2 separate regions of the Sus scrofa genome follow, and region 2 is linked to region 1. The links are chromatin contacts, called in public Hi-C maps. All regions are on one chromosome and are shown on one strand. Each heading gives the region's core, a stretch centred on a gene start, on an enhancer-like site or on the middle of the called end of the contact. The rest is flanking DNA. Distances are from core to core; before and after follow the strand shown. Region 1 has its middle 61 kb from the start of IVNS1ABP. Region 2 has its middle 170 kb from the start of HMCN1.

What was found. A called contact is a pair of places that touch in the nucleus more often than the background predicts.
Region 2: a Hi-C map of liver shows a contact between it and region 1, with 4 times the contacts expected there. The contact joins two enhancer-like sites. A contact is called at or near these places in 1 of 5 promoter capture datasets (liver), 4 of 47 Hi-C or Micro-C datasets (epiblast stem cells and liver) and 1 of 2 datasets of contacts at active chromatin or transcription factors (alveolar macrophages).

Annotation. Positions count from the first base shown.
Region 1 is chr9:126,538,566-126,542,322 of Sscrofa11.1, reverse strand. No RefSeq gene overlaps it. Among named protein-coding and RNA genes, the nearest start is that of IVNS1ABP, 61 kb to the right of the region's middle. Within about 2 kb of position 2,367, at least 2 of the 83 cell types and tissues checked have an H3K27ac peak or open chromatin away from gene starts, as enhancers often do. A contact at or near this core is called in liver, where this site is marked.
Region 2 is chr9:126,681,989-126,685,816 of Sscrofa11.1, reverse strand. No RefSeq gene overlaps it. Among named protein-coding and RNA genes, the nearest start is that of HMCN1, 170 kb to the left of the region's middle. Within about 2 kb of position 2,191, at least 12 of the 83 cell types and tissues checked have an H3K27ac peak or open chromatin away from gene starts, as enhancers often do. A contact at or near this core is called in liver, where this site is marked.

The sequences.
Region 1 (3,757 bases), core at 1,118-3,617:
AACCATTATCAAAGATTTTCAGATTAAGTCCTATAGTCAGCGCCTAGTCAAGCTAATCCCATGTTCAATATTCAGGTAGGAGAGTGAGTGTCCCTATGTTTTTGAGAAATATTTTCATCAAAGACTGAGGTAAAATGGGTTGCCAGTTGACCTTCACTTTATCAAAAAAGTTAAATTACTATGCATTCCATTCAGTGATCCTGCTTTAGTAAATAGAATTATTTCCATTTTGCTACAACATAATTCCAAGATTTAAAAATCTCTACTGAAAGAGGACATGGGTTAGGAATTGTAAAGAATCTGTACAAAACTAGGCCTATCCATAAATCCCAGGTCCCAGTGCAACCAGTTGTAAAAGTTCCACTAATCTTTATAAGTTAAGAGATTTCTGAGGAGCCAGTGTTCTTGATTTTCATAGACTCCTTTCACCCTAAACCCCAGAATCAAATTAAATGAAGGACAAAGTCTGAACCTAAAATTCTGGGTGAAAATATAAACATGTCATAACCAACCTCTCTGCCATTTCAAGCCAGGAGTACAAAGGCTTCCATTACGGGGGAAATAAAGTAAAGAGTGGAACCAGTATCGTTCCAGGTGGCAAGAGATGAGAAAAGACATTTGTGCCCAAAGGACAAGGTCAGGAGAGAGGATTTGGAGAGCTTTGATTTGAGAAAAACAGACAAAACAAAGCCGAAAGTGTATGCTCTGAAGTGAGTCAAGTCATACATGAGCCAGGCTGGCAGAATAAATCAAGTCTACCCAGAGTTGAAAATGAATTAATTTCATTTGTAAGCAAAGCTGCAAAGCTAACTCTTTCCAATTTGCTTATTTATTAAGCATATTAAATGCCTTTTTTCTTTCTGCTTCTTCTACTGTATACACGTGATTATAGCACAGTTTGTTATAAGCTGTTGAGGTTTATTTTCTACTAAAGAGTGACTATAGATTTTCGCAAATGGTATAGCAGAAGGTCAATATGGCAGAGGGAATCAAACAGCAAAATCACCTATCACAATATTTGTTAAAACAAAAAAAATTCAAAAACATAGATAAATAATATTTAAAATTTAGATAGTGTTTAATATGTGACAGGTATTATACTTTTACACAAATCATTTCATTCAATAATATAATGCCATTATGAAATAAACAATACTATTATTATCTCATTTTACAGATCTAGAAACTGAAGCACAAATCAGAACCAGTAATTGGTAGACCTGAGATTTGATCCCAAGCGGTCTAAACCCAGAGCTTGCGTCTTTAACCACCATACTATTCTGCTCGAGAATAAATAAAATAGGCAAATAAACAACGTGAATAGCAAGAAGAAAAACAAGTCCTCAGTTAGCATTCAAGGAAAGAGTCAAAGCCTAATGCCATAGACTTTGAAAAGAGGCATCTGAGAAAAAAAAGAAGAAAGAAATAAGAGGGATAGAGAATGTCTACTAATCCTGTTCCCATTTACCAGAAAAAAATATTGCACCAACATTTTTGATTAAATACGTCCAGAAAATTCTTGCCAACACTTCCCACAACTTGGAGCTAAGTGAAGCAAAGGCGTGCATAGGTGAGCATAGGTGATAAAAGGGGGAGTTAAGACTCCAGACTTTACCATTTTCCAGGGCTCCGCGAGGAACAGAAAAATCCACTAAAGCCCGAGAGAATCTGTCCAAAAGTAAAATATACTCCTAACTAGTTTAACTGATCTCCGTTACAGAATATTTAACATAACCTCAGATCATAGAACAGAGCTCAAGTCTTCCAATAAAGACTGCATGTAGCTCCCATCTCAATATGCAGCCTATAAACCATACTTTGAATGGAAGAGAAACAAATCTCAAATAAGGTGCGAAGTGTCCAGAAAAATGTACCTATATCAGAGCAAATTGAAGTTCAGTCCACGTTAAAAATGAGGGAGATAAAAATTAATCATGTAGCAATGGGGGGCATGCACACACACACACACACACACACACACACATACACACACACACTCCTCAAACACACATGCACAGGATGAAACAGCAAAATAAGATGAAAAAAAATCTACAGGAGTAAGAAAACTAATTGAGCACCAAAACCACACCACTGGAGTAGGGGGTCTATGATCCCTGGTACAAATCCAGAATTTTATTTTTATAAAATTTTACTGGCACACAGCTACATTCATTCATTTATGGATTATCTGTGGTTGCTTTTGCACTGCTACAGCAAAGTTGAGTAGTTGCAACAAAAACCATATGGCCACAAAACCCCAAATATTTATCAACAGACCCTTTACAGAAAAAGCTGGTTAATACCAGCACAAGAAAATCGATACGTGATAAACAAGCTGCCCTCCTGACCTGGGCTCTTATACCCCACCTCTGTGCTGGAGCTCTCTGGTTACACCCTGAAACTGAATGTGCACTAGCATAAATGCTATATGAGCGGGTAGGTCACATTTTGGACTGCATAATTACATACCTTGAAAAATTTACAATTCTCACCCTCAACTTAAGCCAAGCATCTTTGATAACATACAATCATAACTGCTAACATTTATTTAGCACTGTGTGCTAGGTAATATTGGGCTTTTATAGAATACAGAAAAATCATAAAGGTAGTACATAAATAAATAAATACATTTTAGGTAATATTACCTCAGTGGAAAATACTTCCCTGGTGTAAAATAATTCTCCTCTTTGATCAACCTAAAAATGAGACAATGAGGAAGGAGAAAAATCAGCCTTGAAGTTTATAACATTTTATTCTCCTTCTATAAATATGTTACATTGGAAGTGTCTTTGTTATAAATAGTTTAGAGATTTATTTACTTAATCAATTTTCAGAAAAAAAATCAGTCCGTAACCCAGATTACTGAGGATTTATAATTCTTTCAAAAGGTTACAAAGTACAGTGTAAAGTTACGTGCTACTACTTTAACCTTGGCTAGGGATAAATAGAAAGTACATTTTATTCTTACTAGCCACTGAATTGAAATTTATAACTTTGAGGAAAACAGCCTGCTGGATTAGCTCACTACCTACTCCTCAAACTCCTAATGAAAGCTTCCACAGCCCCCTTGGGTGTTTCTTATTATTGAACAGATGTTAAGTTTACTTATTTGAAAATAATTATAAAGTGTTGTATAAAAAGTAAGTTTTGTTCAGAAATAAAATTTCTCAGAAGGTACCTCATTGTAAAATTGTCACTACTTTGTATATTCTCTAGGACCACTTAAATTTTGATTTTATTTGCATTCAAGCACTCAACACATGTCAGAACACACCTAGGTGTTGTTAACTTATCAAACATTTTAGCATTTGTTCTTCAAATATTTATCCAACTTAAGCCATGTTTTCCAGGCATTATGCAATGTGCTGAAAACATTAATGAATAAGCCCCAGGATTTTTGAAACTTTGAGTCATGATTACTGATGAGCTCTTTCAAGATGGGCATGTAATAGAGAAATGGAATAAGTTTCTTCTCATCTGCAAACTCTGATCACTTGATTGTTGCCTGAAGAACATTTGAGAATTCTAGGATAGCATCAGGAATCAGAGAAAACTGTCAAAAATCAGTTAGCGATATCTGCTATAGACAAGTGTGATTTGGTTTGTATTGCATGTTCCCAATTTCTTACAGCATTAAAAGGAAAAAGGACTAACTATGGGATATTGGATATCAATAATTAAGGAACGCTACAGATTCAATGCAATCCCTATCAAATTACCCATGATATTTTTCACAGAACTACAACAAACAATCCAA
Region 2 (3,828 bases), core at 942-3,441, 140 kb before region 1:
TACTTCAGTCAACTATCACCTAGTCACATTCAGAAAAGTTAGTTATAAATTAGCCTATATATTTTTAAGTGGCTTTTCTTCCTTTGGTTGGTGACAGATGAATTTTGTAGATGAGTAATCTCATTGGGAATAAATGAATCTTATCTTCAAGGGAGTTTTTATAGCTTCAAGGGAGTTCCCCCAATCATCAGCTGGGTAATTCTCTAAACTACCCCAAGGATTTGTCTGGATATTGTGTAAAAAAATTCCTATGGCTCATTGAACTTAATCTTCCACATGTGTATACAAATACCAGTGCTTAAAGCCAACAACAAAAAGGCAAACAATCTGATTTTAAAATGGCCAAGGACTTGAATAAAAAGCAAAGATATGAATGTCCAATAAGTTGATGGAAAGATGCTCAACATCATTAATCACTAGGGACATGTGAATTAAAACTACATTGAGATACCACTTTACACCCATTAAGAGAGCTACTATAAAAAGAAATAGAAAATAGCAAGTGTTGGCAAGGATGTAGAGAAACTGGAATCTATTGTGAGAATGTAAAATGGTACAGCCACTATAGTAAACAGCACAACAGTTCACCAAAAAATTAGAAGCAGAATTACCATATGATCCAATAATTCCACTTTGAGGTATCTATTCAAAATAATTGAAATCAGTGACTTGAATAGGTTCTTGTATACTCATGTTCAGAGCAGTATTATTCGCAATAGCCAGAAGATGGAAGGAACTCGAGTTTTAATGAACAGATAAATGAACAAGCAAAATGTAGTACATATATGTGTACAATGGAATAGTATTCAGTCTTAAAAAGGAGGGGAATTCTGACATATGGTATTACATAGATGAACCTTAAGGAAATTAAGAAAAATATGCCAGTCACAAAAGGACAAATATTGTATGATTTCTCTAATATGAGTTACCGAGAATGTCCAAATTCATGGAAACAGAGAGTACAATGGTGCATGCCAGGGGCTGAGGAGAGCTCGGAAAGTTCTGGAAATGGATGATGGTGCTCTTTGCACAACGATGGGAAGGTATTTTATGCCACTGAACTGTACACCTACAAATGGTTAGGATTTTAAAACAAACACATGAACCCACCCAACTGTAATTGGCAATTGTGTTGTTAGTGAGGTTGGGTACGCTTGTAATAGGTATTTTGACTTTAGGGCTAGTTTCTCTGCTTGTTTTTAATGGAGTTGCTATACTGGTATTAATTTTCAGGATATGATTATATAATAAAGATAAAAGCCATTATCATATAAAAAAGCAAGTGCTTCATTTAGCCGCTGCTGTAGGCAGGGAGATTACTAAAGGAATTGCAGACATTTGCCAAAGGATTGTATCCCAAAACGTTAAACAGATTTTACCCAAAGTCAAAACTTAGAAATTTTAAAATCAGAGATCTAGATCATCTTTCTTGCCTCTGGAGGTAATTTGGCATCATTTTATAAAGTGCTGGTTGATCTTGAAAGTGCTGCATTTTATACTTTTTGCAACAGAATGAGAAAACAATGTTAACAGATTAGCTATACCACTGCTGCAGATTCATAACAATTTTTATGGGATCCTGGGGGAGGTGACTTCTGTCTCACTTACCCAGTCCTATAACTAGAATCCACTTTGTAGGACTGATATTATCTTACCTTTTGCCTTCCCCTCTGTGTATAAAACATTTATTTATTTGGTTTCCTGAAAGGAAGTAAGAAACATTATTCTAAGAACTGGCACTTGCTGCCCATTCACTTGGCAGTTTTAAAGACTGAGACACTGAGGGAGGGAGCACAAAGGAAGTCCAACGGGAGGCAGGCTTAACAAGAGTTTAACAGATTAGACATAAATCTAACAGGATCCAGTTCTAAAACTTCTGTTTAGACTTTAAGATTTTTAAATTATAAAAAGCATTTATATAGGAGTTAGAAGTTGGTGTCTGTATACCAAGAGGATAAAGAGTTGGCAATGTAACACAGAGCCCAGAAAAACAGTGGCCTTACCGCGTTCCTGAAATCAATTGCAAGCCAAACCGGAATCTTGACCAAGCACTTGAGCCAAGTAAAGCATGGGCTTGTACTCAATGTCCTACACCTCATGGGCACCTCTGAGGTGGCCAGGGCACAGTGCTGTCCCCAAAATGATCTTAGATTCATAGTAGTGACACATGCAACCTTCTGTCAACAAACAGAGCCATGAAAATAGTGTTGGCCTCTCTGTCCACTGGCCCACGTCCTCAAAAAAGGCAACGTGGAACTGAAGGCAAACACGCAGCATGCCAAAAAAATTAAGTAACAGGCTTTTGACACACTTTATGGCTTCCCATATTCTCCGTGTTTTTTAAGAGAAGAATCTACGCTTGTTCATAAAATGATTAATCATTGTTTTCCAACAATAAAATATCATTTAAAATTGACTTGTTCATTTAGTAAATAGTTACAATCTCCAAACTATGTAATGTTATGGAAAGAATTTTGATATACTGCCAAGTGAAAGCGAATCGTTACAAACCAGTGGAAATTGTGAACTGTTCTTTTTGAAAAGATAAAACTATGACCCTCATAAGATATAAAGTATACAGTTGTCAAAGATGATTACTTAACTCATTATTATTAAATGAGGGAACCAGGCAAGTGTTTCAACTGACTCAAAGGAGAAGCTAAAGAACCATAGATTTACATGGGGTTAATGAACACTGTGGTAAACCTACAGATGGACACAACCTGGCTTTTTCTTGGTGATGGTAGTGGGGATGGAGGTGGTCTCTCCACTGCACAGAAGTCATTTGCAAGACTATAGACAAGAATTATTTGCCTTTACAATAATGTCAGTTATCTACTGACTATGGAGTTAAAAAAAATCCTAATCAAAGTTTCATATAGCAATGCTCCTCAATAGTTTTTTCATTATTACCTTCCTAAGGAGACTTTTTAGACATTTTTACCTAACACTCTCCTCCTCCAAATTAAATACTAAGGAATAAGAGTTTGTTGAGTAGAGCTGAAATTTGGAGAGCCACAAACCATGCATTAGCTAAGTTTTTCCCCCACCTCTAAAGAAATAATTTTGCTCCCTCTGGAGCAATTGAATATCCATGCTCTATAGGACAGACAGTCCCCAGAGGCTCCATTATCTGAAAGGATATCTAGTAATCTCTTTATGATGTCATTTTTAAAAACCACTGTGTGTGTGTGTGTTATATGTTACATTTATATTATAATACATGGAGTTCCCTTTGTGGCTCAACAGTTAACAAACCGACTAGGATCCATAAGGATGCAGGTTCAATCCCTGGCCTCGTTCAGTGGGTTGAAGGATCAGGTGTTGCCATGAGCTGTGGTGTAGGTCGCAGACTCAGCTTGGATCCTGTATCCCTGTCCGCTGTGGCGTAGTCCTGCTGCTGCAGCTCCTATTCGACCCCTAGCCTGGGAACTTCCATATGCTGCAGGTGCAGACCTAAAAAGCAAATAACATAAAATAAAATAAAAAATATATTATTATACATATTACATATATGTGGGCTTAAAGGACAGTGTATGCAGAGGTCAGCAAACTATAACCAGCAGGCCTAATCCAACCAGCCTGTGTCTGTCAATAAAGATTTATTGGAATACAGGCACACACACTATTTACAGATTGTCTTGTCTCCTATTGCCTACAGCTGCTTTTATGCCACAAGAGCAGAACAAAGTGGTTGAGAGAGAGACCTCAATGTCTGAGATGCCTCAAATACTTACTATTTGTCTATTTACAGAAAAAGCTTACCACCCTCTGGCTCATACTAAACTGTCGATAGTAATTATCTCCAGCTACCAGGATAATAAGTGA